Regions from separate parts of the Zea mays genome. Here region 2 is linked to region 1. A link is a contact called in public Hi-C data. All regions are on one chromosome and are shown on one strand. Each heading gives the region's core, a stretch centred on a gene start, on an enhancer-like site or on the middle of the called end of the contact. The rest is flanking DNA. Distances are from core to core; before and after follow the strand shown.

Region 1 (4,761 bases), core at 578-3,077:
TATGTTTGATTTTTTTATATTTTGAAATTTTAAATCATCGAACAAGAAAAATATGTTTGAAATTAGAGGCGCACATGATTACTTCGCCAATCTCAAGAATTTATCAGTCTTCAGGAAATTCGGAGAAGTAGGATTTACATGGATGGATACATTGAAATGTAATTCAAGAAAAAGTTGTGCCTCTTTATAGTCAATTGTGTGACAACCTCCTTTGCTCTTTAGATGTCCACTACTTCTCGTGATGACTTCGCTCTATTGGAAAATAGTATTTTTTGGCAGCTAAGGCCCTGTTTGGGAGAGCTTCACTTCAAGAATTTCAATTTCGTTCGAATTTCTTCAACCCAAACAGGTCCAGCTCCACGAGCTTTAGTTTTTAAAAAAATCGAAACTAGAGGCCCGTTTCATGAAATTCATGAAGCTCCTTAGGGGTGCTTCAAAAACACTGTTTTTATATCTCCTCATGAAGCTGTACGAAAATTACCCACCATGACACTGGTTACGCAACATACAACTTTCGTTCTCTCTGATGACAACCCACTAATCATCAAGGGTAATCAAGGAAACCCACACAAATCAATTATACTATAGAAGTTGGAGTCCATATACAAACCAAACGCTCCTGAAACTCACCTTAACAATTTGCTGGAGCTGTTTTATAGTGAAACTGGAAAACCAAAGCTGAAGTTTTTGAAGCAAAGCTCTCTCAAACAGGCCCTAAGAACCATAGAAAATAGGGGTTTTCTTGTGAAAATAGCTTATTTTTTGGCTTTAGTGTTATTTTTGGCCGTCGGCAGTGGTCGCCAAAAATAAGCCATTTTTGGGGACTTGATCCTGCCACCGAAAATAAGTTGGTGTATTTTGAGTCTAGTGGTAGCATCCGAAAATAAGTTGGTGTATTTTGAGTCTAGTGGCAGCATCCGAAAATAAGTTGGTGTATTTCATGGATCTAAAATTTCCATGCACATCCATATATACAGATCACATCCGTACACTTATACAAATCACATGCATATTTTATCAATCCACATTCAACATCACATACACATGCTCATATTATTCAATATTCATTCATCACATTCTATTAACCAAGTGTGCGTATATTACCCAATCATCAATGTTATACAATCACAATCAAAATATTCAAGTATCATCGTCAAATTGAGTGAATATGTTAAGTATGATCTAGCAAAAACATATGGAAAGTTAGGACAATTGGAGTTATGTCCGCTACCACTGGAAGTGAATATTTTATTATTGAATATTTAATTGATAAAGTCAGTAGCTTGATCATCTTGCAATAATGAACAAAGTCCACCATTAGAGAACCTTTCTACAGAGCGAGAGAGTGGACATGGCGAAGCCGAAGGGAACGTGGGGAATATCCGTCGTGGGCGACTCCTGCCTACGCCACCGTTTAGAGGCCAATAAGGGCTCGGATAGCTTCACCAGCACATACGGATCATGTTATTGCGAGTTTTCGGGCGAGGAAGTTCACGAAGTGACCAAAATTCCTTGCCGGAGCAAGGCCGCTGGCCGATGTGTGCCGTGGACCGAGCACGTCGCTACACTACTCTTGATGAGACAATAACCATTTTGTTCTCCATCGACTACTATGCGTTTATCATCCCTCGAATCAATGTTTTGTGCGTGGGGCCGGGGTCTGATGTAGTCCGGCAACGCCGCTGCCGCGGGCGGCACATGAGCCGCCGCAAGGGTGGTCGGGAGGTTAGTGAGAGCATGGTGTCCGTTGATCCAGAAACGAACGATCGATATTAGAACATAGAATACCCATTCGTTGTTTTAAATCCAAGGCGCTGATCTAGATATCTAGGGCTCGGATTTGATCGAGGCGTGGAGCGCAGCGGGCCGTTGATCTCCGACCTAACGAGCCATATAGCATACCGATTCAGCATGATTCACATTATAATATGAGTCGTCGGCTTTTGATGGGATGGCTCAAATCTGTCCATACCCCTTCCCGAGTGAATGTTGCAAAAAGATTCCCTGCATTTGCTAGGAATTAACCTGCCATCCTGTTTAGTTCAAAAAGTATTACGATCTAGTCCATAAACTTATGATTTAGACATCTGAAGCTTTTAAATATAGTAACCACCATCCATGAATTTCATAATAAATATATAATTGATTCTAAAATAAATTTTGAGTATAAAAACAATTCTAGAAATCTTAGAAAAAACCATAATTTCTCCGTTTTAGCTTCGATGTTAGTGTTTCTCGAACCTGCGTTCTCGTAGCGACGCATAGAATATTATCATGCAGTTTGTTTACATGTTTTGGTGTAATGTTGTTGTATCCATTATTTTCTTATTTGTATGTATTGCTACGCGTAGAAGAGAGGTCACGAGGGATCTAAAACGCAACTTTGGTAGAGCACCTGAGCAGTTGGATTTGCAAGTGTAAGTCAAGTTGTGTCCTTGATCACATTCTTTGGCCTAATAATATTATTTGTTATGTTCTCACCAATGCTTGCACTGTTAGGTCAACTTGATGGGATCTAATAGGTTACCTAGTTTTGTTTACCCTATACCTTGAATACAAGTGAATTATTGAGTAGTCTTGCTATTGCTCTGCCTGGTTTTGGGATTAAAATTATATCTGAATTATGATCATGCCTTATTACTATTGTTGGCTTTATTATTGTACATGATAAGATCATTTTTTAATTGCAACATGGAGCGATCACCCAAGACAACAGTGCTACCATAAGAATATATGGCTCTGGTCTTGGCCAATTAATTAGGATAGCTAGTGTGAGATAATCCTTTCCTGAAAACGATAAGCGGGGAGTGAGTCGCTGCAAAGCATAGTGCTAGCTATAATTACTGCGATGGGGGTTACAGAACGTGGAAAAAGGCCTATGCTTCCTTCTTTCTGAAACTGTAGCAGGTTTCCTCATGCTAGTGGAACTTTGTAAAAGCCTTTTAGTGAGCCCTTGTCCACTCACCTTGGTAGTGTTTAAGGGTTTACACAACCCGAGGCAAATAAGGGATCACGACTTATGTGTAAAGATGTGCCACCTCTGTAAAGTATAAAACTGATATATCAGCTGTGCTAACTGTCATGAGCGGCTCAAACCCTCACATGAGTAATTTATGGAATTAAAATTAACCTTTCATGCATTGCATTGTGGGATTTCTATATTGATCAAGTATTTGATTGGGTTGGTATTTACTTATACTTAGTAATTGCTGATAAAATTTTGACCAATTTAATTAAAAGCAAAGCTCAGCCTTAACCAAATTTCTTGGTAAGTCTTATACTACACTTTACCCACACTTGCTGAGCGATGGCCGTATAGGAGCTCACCCTAGCTAAAATCACACCAGGTCAAGAACAAGTGCCCCCAGAAGAGGACTACTACGATGAGTTCGATGAGATCTAGGTGTCGTCGCCCAGTTAACCGCGGCGTGGAGATAATTATCATAGTTCAATTTATTGCATTATCAGTTATTTTGTAAGACATTCTCGTTATGTAATAAAAAATAAGTCATTTGTCTCTATACACTTAGTCATTGTATGTGTGAATCTTGGCATCGTGGTAGGCGGCTCGGTGACGATGAGGCAGCCAAACAACGACGACACGATGGGTGAGTGGCAGGGATGCAGTGGTGCAGCCTTGGGCGGGCGCGATCGAGGGTGGGTGCGGTGGTGCGGGATAGGGCGGTGGGGGGCATGGGCACCCAGCACTAGTGGATGAGCGACGAGGGCATGCAGCTACACATCTACGAGGACTAACGGGGTACCGTGATAGTGTAGGGTGATGTAGGGCGGTGGGTGAGGAGGTGAGGAGAGCAAGAGGCGTGAGGGCTCAACACGTGGGCTTGGTCGATAGTGGCGACAACACATGGCGATGGGGGTAGCGTAGGATGCGATGTCGCTAGTGGCGCTTGGCGGCGACGATGACAATAACATGGGATGGTGGCGAGCAGGTGGGCTTCCCGTGCCCGTGCCCATCCTCGGGCATTTATATATATCTTATTCTCTGTGGCCACCCTATCAGGCACAATAAATAAAGCTTTACTTTTTTATGGCTTCCACCTGGCCATCAAAAATAAACCTTTATTTTTGACAGCGTCTGACGGATTGGTAACTGGAAAACACCTTATTTTCAGCAGCCGACACTAGTCCAAAAAATAACGTGTCGGTCTTTAAAACATAAATATTTGTTTTTTGGGGGCTTCAAACTTTATTTTTGGTGGTGTTTGACATGTTGGTCGCTCAAAACTACCTTATTTTTAGTGGCAGGCACTAGTCACCCAAGATTAGAGATGTTCAAATGTGCGGCACGGTCCGATCCGGCCCGAGCCATTGAAGCACGACCTGTTTAAGTGCAGCACGGTTAGACTCAAATAGCTCTTCGTGTCGGGATGGGCTGCACGACGGGTCGAAACCACTGAATGAGCCGTCACATGACAGGTCAAACCGTGCTGGGCCGACCAGTAAGCTCGACTCGAAAACAGATATCATGCCAATCTGAGCCCGCTACGAACACAATTACATATATCACAAATAATACATATCATAAATAAATAATAAATCTTAAATAAAGGATAGAATGTTCGTGCAATGATTGGCTTGGCTCAGTAAACATGCCAACTCCATAGTTCGTTTAGTAACGGGCCGTGTCTGGGCTGGCTCATCGTGCTGAAAAAACTCAACGAGCATGCTACGCCTCCAGTATCGAGCTAGGGCTGGATCCACATAGAGTCGTGCTTAGTCGGGCTAAGATGAGACCCAAAT
Region 2 (4,761 bases), core at 847-3,346, 230 kb after region 1:
TCACCATCGAATTGGAACCTACCTTGGAGCAAGAAATTCGTAAGGGTCAGGTTGGTGATGCTAAAATTCAAGAGATTAAGGATCTGATTACTGAAGGTAGAGGTTCAGAATTCACGGAGGATGAGCAAGGCACTGTATGGTTCAAGGATCGGATATGTGTTCCGGAGATTGATAGCCTTCGTGAGACTATATTGAAAGAAGCCCATGATTCTGATTACTCTATCCACCCTGGTAGCACTAAGATGTATCAGGATTTGAAGCAGAAGTACTGGTGGTATGGGCTGAAAAGAGATGTTGCTGCACACGTGGCTAAGTGTGATGTGTGTCAAAGAGTCAAGGCCGAACATCAAAGACCAGCTGGACTATTGCACCCGCTTAAGATACCCGAGTGGAAATGGAAATAAATTGGTATGGATTTCATTGTTGGACTACCCCGCACTCTTGCAGGGTATGACTCTATTTGGGTGATTGTGGACAGACTGATGAAAGTGGCTCATTTCATACCTGTGAGGACTAATTACACGGGAGCCAAGCTAGCAGAATTGCATATGACTTGGATAGTTTGTCTACATGGGGTGCCTTAGAAGATTGTGTCAGACCAAGGATCACAATTTACATCTCGGTTTTGGAAGAATTTGCATGAGAGCTTGGATACACAGTTGAATTTTAGTTCGACCTACCATCCTCAAACTGATGGGCAGACCGAGAGAACCAACCAAGTGCTGGAGGATATGTTGAGGGCTTGTGCCCTTAAACATGGTGGTAGTTGGGATAAGAGCTTACCATATGCAAAGTTCTCGTACAATAATAGCTACTAGGTCAGTTTGAAGATTTCACCGTTTGAGGCTCTATATGGCAGAAAATGCAGGACTCCACTGTATTGGGATCAAACTAGTGAAAGGCAGTTCTTTAGGCCTGAACTTATACAAGAGGTAGAAGAAGAAGTTCGAATCATAAGAGAGAATTTGAGAATTGCACAATCAAGGCAGAAGAGCTATGCTAATACCCGGAGAAGACTACTAGAGTTTAAGGAGAGTGATCACGTGTATCTCAAGGTGTCACCAATCTGAGGTATGAGGAGATTTAAAGTTAAAGAAAAGTTGTCCCCTCTCTTTATTGGACCTTTCTTGATCTTAAAGCGAGTGGGAGAGGTGGCATACCAACTGTAACTACCCAATCATCTTGCGGATATACATGATGTCTTCCATGTATCTTAGTTGAAGAAATGTCTCAGGGTACCTGAAGAGCAGCTACCAATGGAGGATCTTAGTGTTCAAGATGATCTGACTTATGCAGAATATCCTATCAAGATTCTTGATAATTTGACTCGAGTTACAAGAAATAAAGTTATTAAGATGTGCAAAGTGCAATGGAGCCATCATGGAGAAGATGAAGCTACTTGGGAGAAAGAAGAGCTTCGCATAGATTTTCCCCATCTCTTCCCTAGTTCTACCTAAATCTCGAGGACGAGATTCTTTGTAAGGGGGTAGGATTTGTAATACCCAAAAAGTGAGATTAATAGAATGTACAAGAAATGATAAATGTAAAAGGTTCATTTGACCACTTTTGTTGTCATTCTCATTTTTGCATATAACAAATCATGGGATTAACCTTGACTACCAATAAATATACTAAATAAAAGAATGGTGCATCATGATGGAGTTCAATTTCTTGTGCATTTAATGATAAAAATATAACCATAATAAAAAAACACATTAATAATGAAAAGGTAATTCTGACCTAAATTTGAAACTTAGAATTTGAAAAAGGAGAGAAAAGAAAAGAGAAAGGATATAAAAATATAAACAATATATATAGATAAATATATCTCCAAATTGGTACTTCTTATGGCGCAATATAATCTGAGGATAAGTTTGACACAAGTTTGAATTTAAACTAGGAACTAAATTTGAATTAGAAAGGGAGAAAACGAAATAGAAAAAAAGAATAAAAGAAAAGACAAAAACCTCATATGGGCCTCGGAGTACCAAATCAGCCCAAACCGAATGCCACCCGCGCGGCCCATCCTCAACCGAGTTCGTGCACCGACAGGTGGGCCCTAGCAACTAGTCAACCTCCCTCGTCGCGACCAGCTTCTCACCGACGTGATGGACCCACTGGGAAGTTGCACGTCTCGCGCTCGCTCTCACCTCACACAGGATCGTGGGGCCCGGACATCAGTTGCTCGGCACGCGTCACTTGCGAGTGGGGCTGGGTGGACTCGTTCCTCTCCAACCACTTTGCGCACCGATGGAGGAAGCTCGCCACCAAAATCAGGGAAGCTGTTGCCCCATCTCGGCCATCTCGTGTCTATATGGAGTGCTAAAAACCCTGACCGTTCTCTCTTACCTCTCCCTGTGCTGAGGATTTCGGAACAGTCGCATCCCACAATCACCATTGCCACCGTGAGCCGAGGGGAGAGATCGCCGCCACCGGTGTTCTTCAGAGTTCCCTAATAGCCTGAACCCCGCCAACGGCGCCGGACCTCTCGTGGGTCACCAGATATCGATACACGACAAAATCGGGCGTAGTGGTGGATTGGAACCTCGGAAATTTCTCACCGTCGGGCGAGCACCGTCGCGGTCCGCCTGTTGCCATGGTCAGCTCCTCTGCACACACACAAACCCGAGTCAGTCCCCAATTCTCTAGATCGCTAGGTTCTCCACATCGCGTAGTAGGCCTCGTAGCGAAGAATCGCATAGTTAATGGCCGTTTAGCGTGGCTCCAGTGAACACTACGGCCGCGCTGGTGGGCTGCGCCGCCATCGTGTGGCGAGGTTGGTGAAGACGCCGCTCGGGCCGTAGATCAGAAGACGGATGGCTGAGATTAGATGCTAGGGTACCGGTTCGGTTAGTTTGATCCTGACCGTAGCATCTGATCGGACGAGTCAGGCCGGATCCGAAATAATTAAATCCACACCGTTGACTGGTGATCCGAGGGATCTCGTTGCATACCTGTTCGTCGTAGGTGGGATCTAATCCACGCCGCCCGCGCGAGATCCAATGGCCCGATTTAGACGATACCCCTTCGCAGTGCCATTTTTCTAAAGAGCCCTCCCATTTTTAGAAAACCAACCTGCAGTCCACTCGGGTTATTCACTGAGTCTAGGATAACTTACCAGCTAGCCCATGCACTTCTCGGAAATTGATGTGCAGTCCAGAGGGAAATAAAATAGGAAATTAATTATAGGAATTTATTTTAAATACAAAAATAATTCTAGCAACTTGTATAATTCATAATAAATTCATATGAACTCCAAATTAACCCATTCCAATTTCTAAAATTTTGTAATATTATTGTTTATCACCTAATGTCTCTGTTTTGACATGAAAACAGTAACAAAGTTTATTTCTTAGTTAATCTTGTATCAAATGCATAAAACCTTTGGAAATTCATAACTTAAAATCCATAACTCCAAAATTAATGATTCATGTTCCTAGGATCTTATTTTAATGTGTAGATTATTATTATGCATTTTGTTTACATGTTTGGTGTGATGTTAATTTTTGTTATACTATGTATGTTTGTATTGATGCGTGTAGACGAGCAAGCTACTAAGGATCCTGGTGCCCAGCAGATATAAGTTGCTGAGCAGGAGCTCATTGAAGGCAAGTTGTGCCCTTGATCACTTCCTTTTTACGCAGTCATGTTCTTGTTAATCATAATGATCTACATAGGTTAATTTTGATGGGATCCAATAGGGTACCCTAGTTTTGGCTATCTTTATACCTTGTTTTACCACTAAATAGTTTTGGGTAGTATATGCTATTGCTTTATGTGGTTTTGGGTATGGAGATATACATCACTCATTGTTACACTTTTGTTATCAGTTATTATTTACCATTCATGATAAGATCATTATGTTATTGGGAACATGGAGAACCACCCGGGAAAACAGTGCTACCACAAGGGTGGTATGGGACGCCCTTGGCTGATTAACTAGGAAAGGTAGAGGATGACTACCTTACCCCAAAGGGGCAAGGGCAGTAGGGGAGTGGTCAGTTAGGGAGGTCCTTGGGTTGATTTTGTTGTGATGGCGGTCAGGCGAGGGATTTCTGTACTAGAGCTTCCTAGAAACTGTAGCGGTTTTTCTGAAGCTTGTGGAACTTTGTAAAGGCCTCGTAGTGGTACCATGCCTCGCGCGCTTCCTTGGTAGAGATGTACGGGGTTCGATCAACCTCGTGGAAAATGGAAAACACGACTTGTGGGCAAAGATGCGGAACCTCTGCAGAGTGTAAAACTGGTATACTAGCCGTGCTCACGGTCATGAGCGGCTCAGACACTCACATGATTAATATATGGAATTAAATTCAATTTGTCATTTGCATCGCATTAGGATTATTTTATTATTACTAAGATTTGGTATTTACTTACACTTAGTAATTGCTATTAAAATGTTGACCAACTTATAAAAGCAATGCTCAGCTGAAACCTTTATTTTATTGATCAGCTTTACACTTCACTTGAACTCCAACCTTTGGTGAGTTCATGCACATTATTCCCCACAACTTGTTGAGCGATGAACATGTGTGAGCTCACCCTTGCTGTCTCACACCCCCCCACAGGAGAAGAACAGGTGGTTCAAGAGGAGCCACACATCGAGGAGTTCGATTCGATCTAGGTGGTGTCACCCAGTTGACTTTTTGGCGCCAAGGATGGACTTTAGTTTGATCTATATTTATCTTTTATTTTGTAATACTTCCACGATGTAATAAGTACTCTGATTATATTGTGACATTTATCTCTATACACTCTATTATT

What was found. A called contact is a pair of places that touch in the nucleus more often than the background predicts.
Region 2: a contact with region 1 is called in a Hi-C map of tassel, with 1.5 times the contacts expected there. The contact joins two enhancer-like sites. A contact is called at or near these places in 4 of 25 Hi-C or Micro-C datasets (ear, endosperm, leaf and 1 more).

The regions. Positions count from the first base shown.
Region 1 is chr5:138,637,829-138,642,589 of Zm-B73-REFERENCE-NAM-5.0, forward strand. No RefSeq gene overlaps it. Among protein-coding and RNA genes, the nearest start is that of LOC103628483, 27 kb to the left of the region's middle. Within about 2 kb of position 1,828, at least 13 of the 20 cell types and tissues checked have an H3K27ac peak or open chromatin away from gene starts, as enhancers often do. A contact at or near this core is called in ear, leaf and tassel, where this site is marked.
Region 2 is chr5:138,868,130-138,872,890 of Zm-B73-REFERENCE-NAM-5.0, forward strand. No RefSeq gene overlaps it. Among protein-coding and RNA genes, the nearest start is that of LOC103626938, 65 kb to the right of the region's middle. Within about 2 kb of position 2,097, at least 16 of the 20 cell types and tissues checked have an H3K27ac peak or open chromatin away from gene starts, as enhancers often do. A contact at or near this core is called in ear, leaf and tassel, where this site is marked.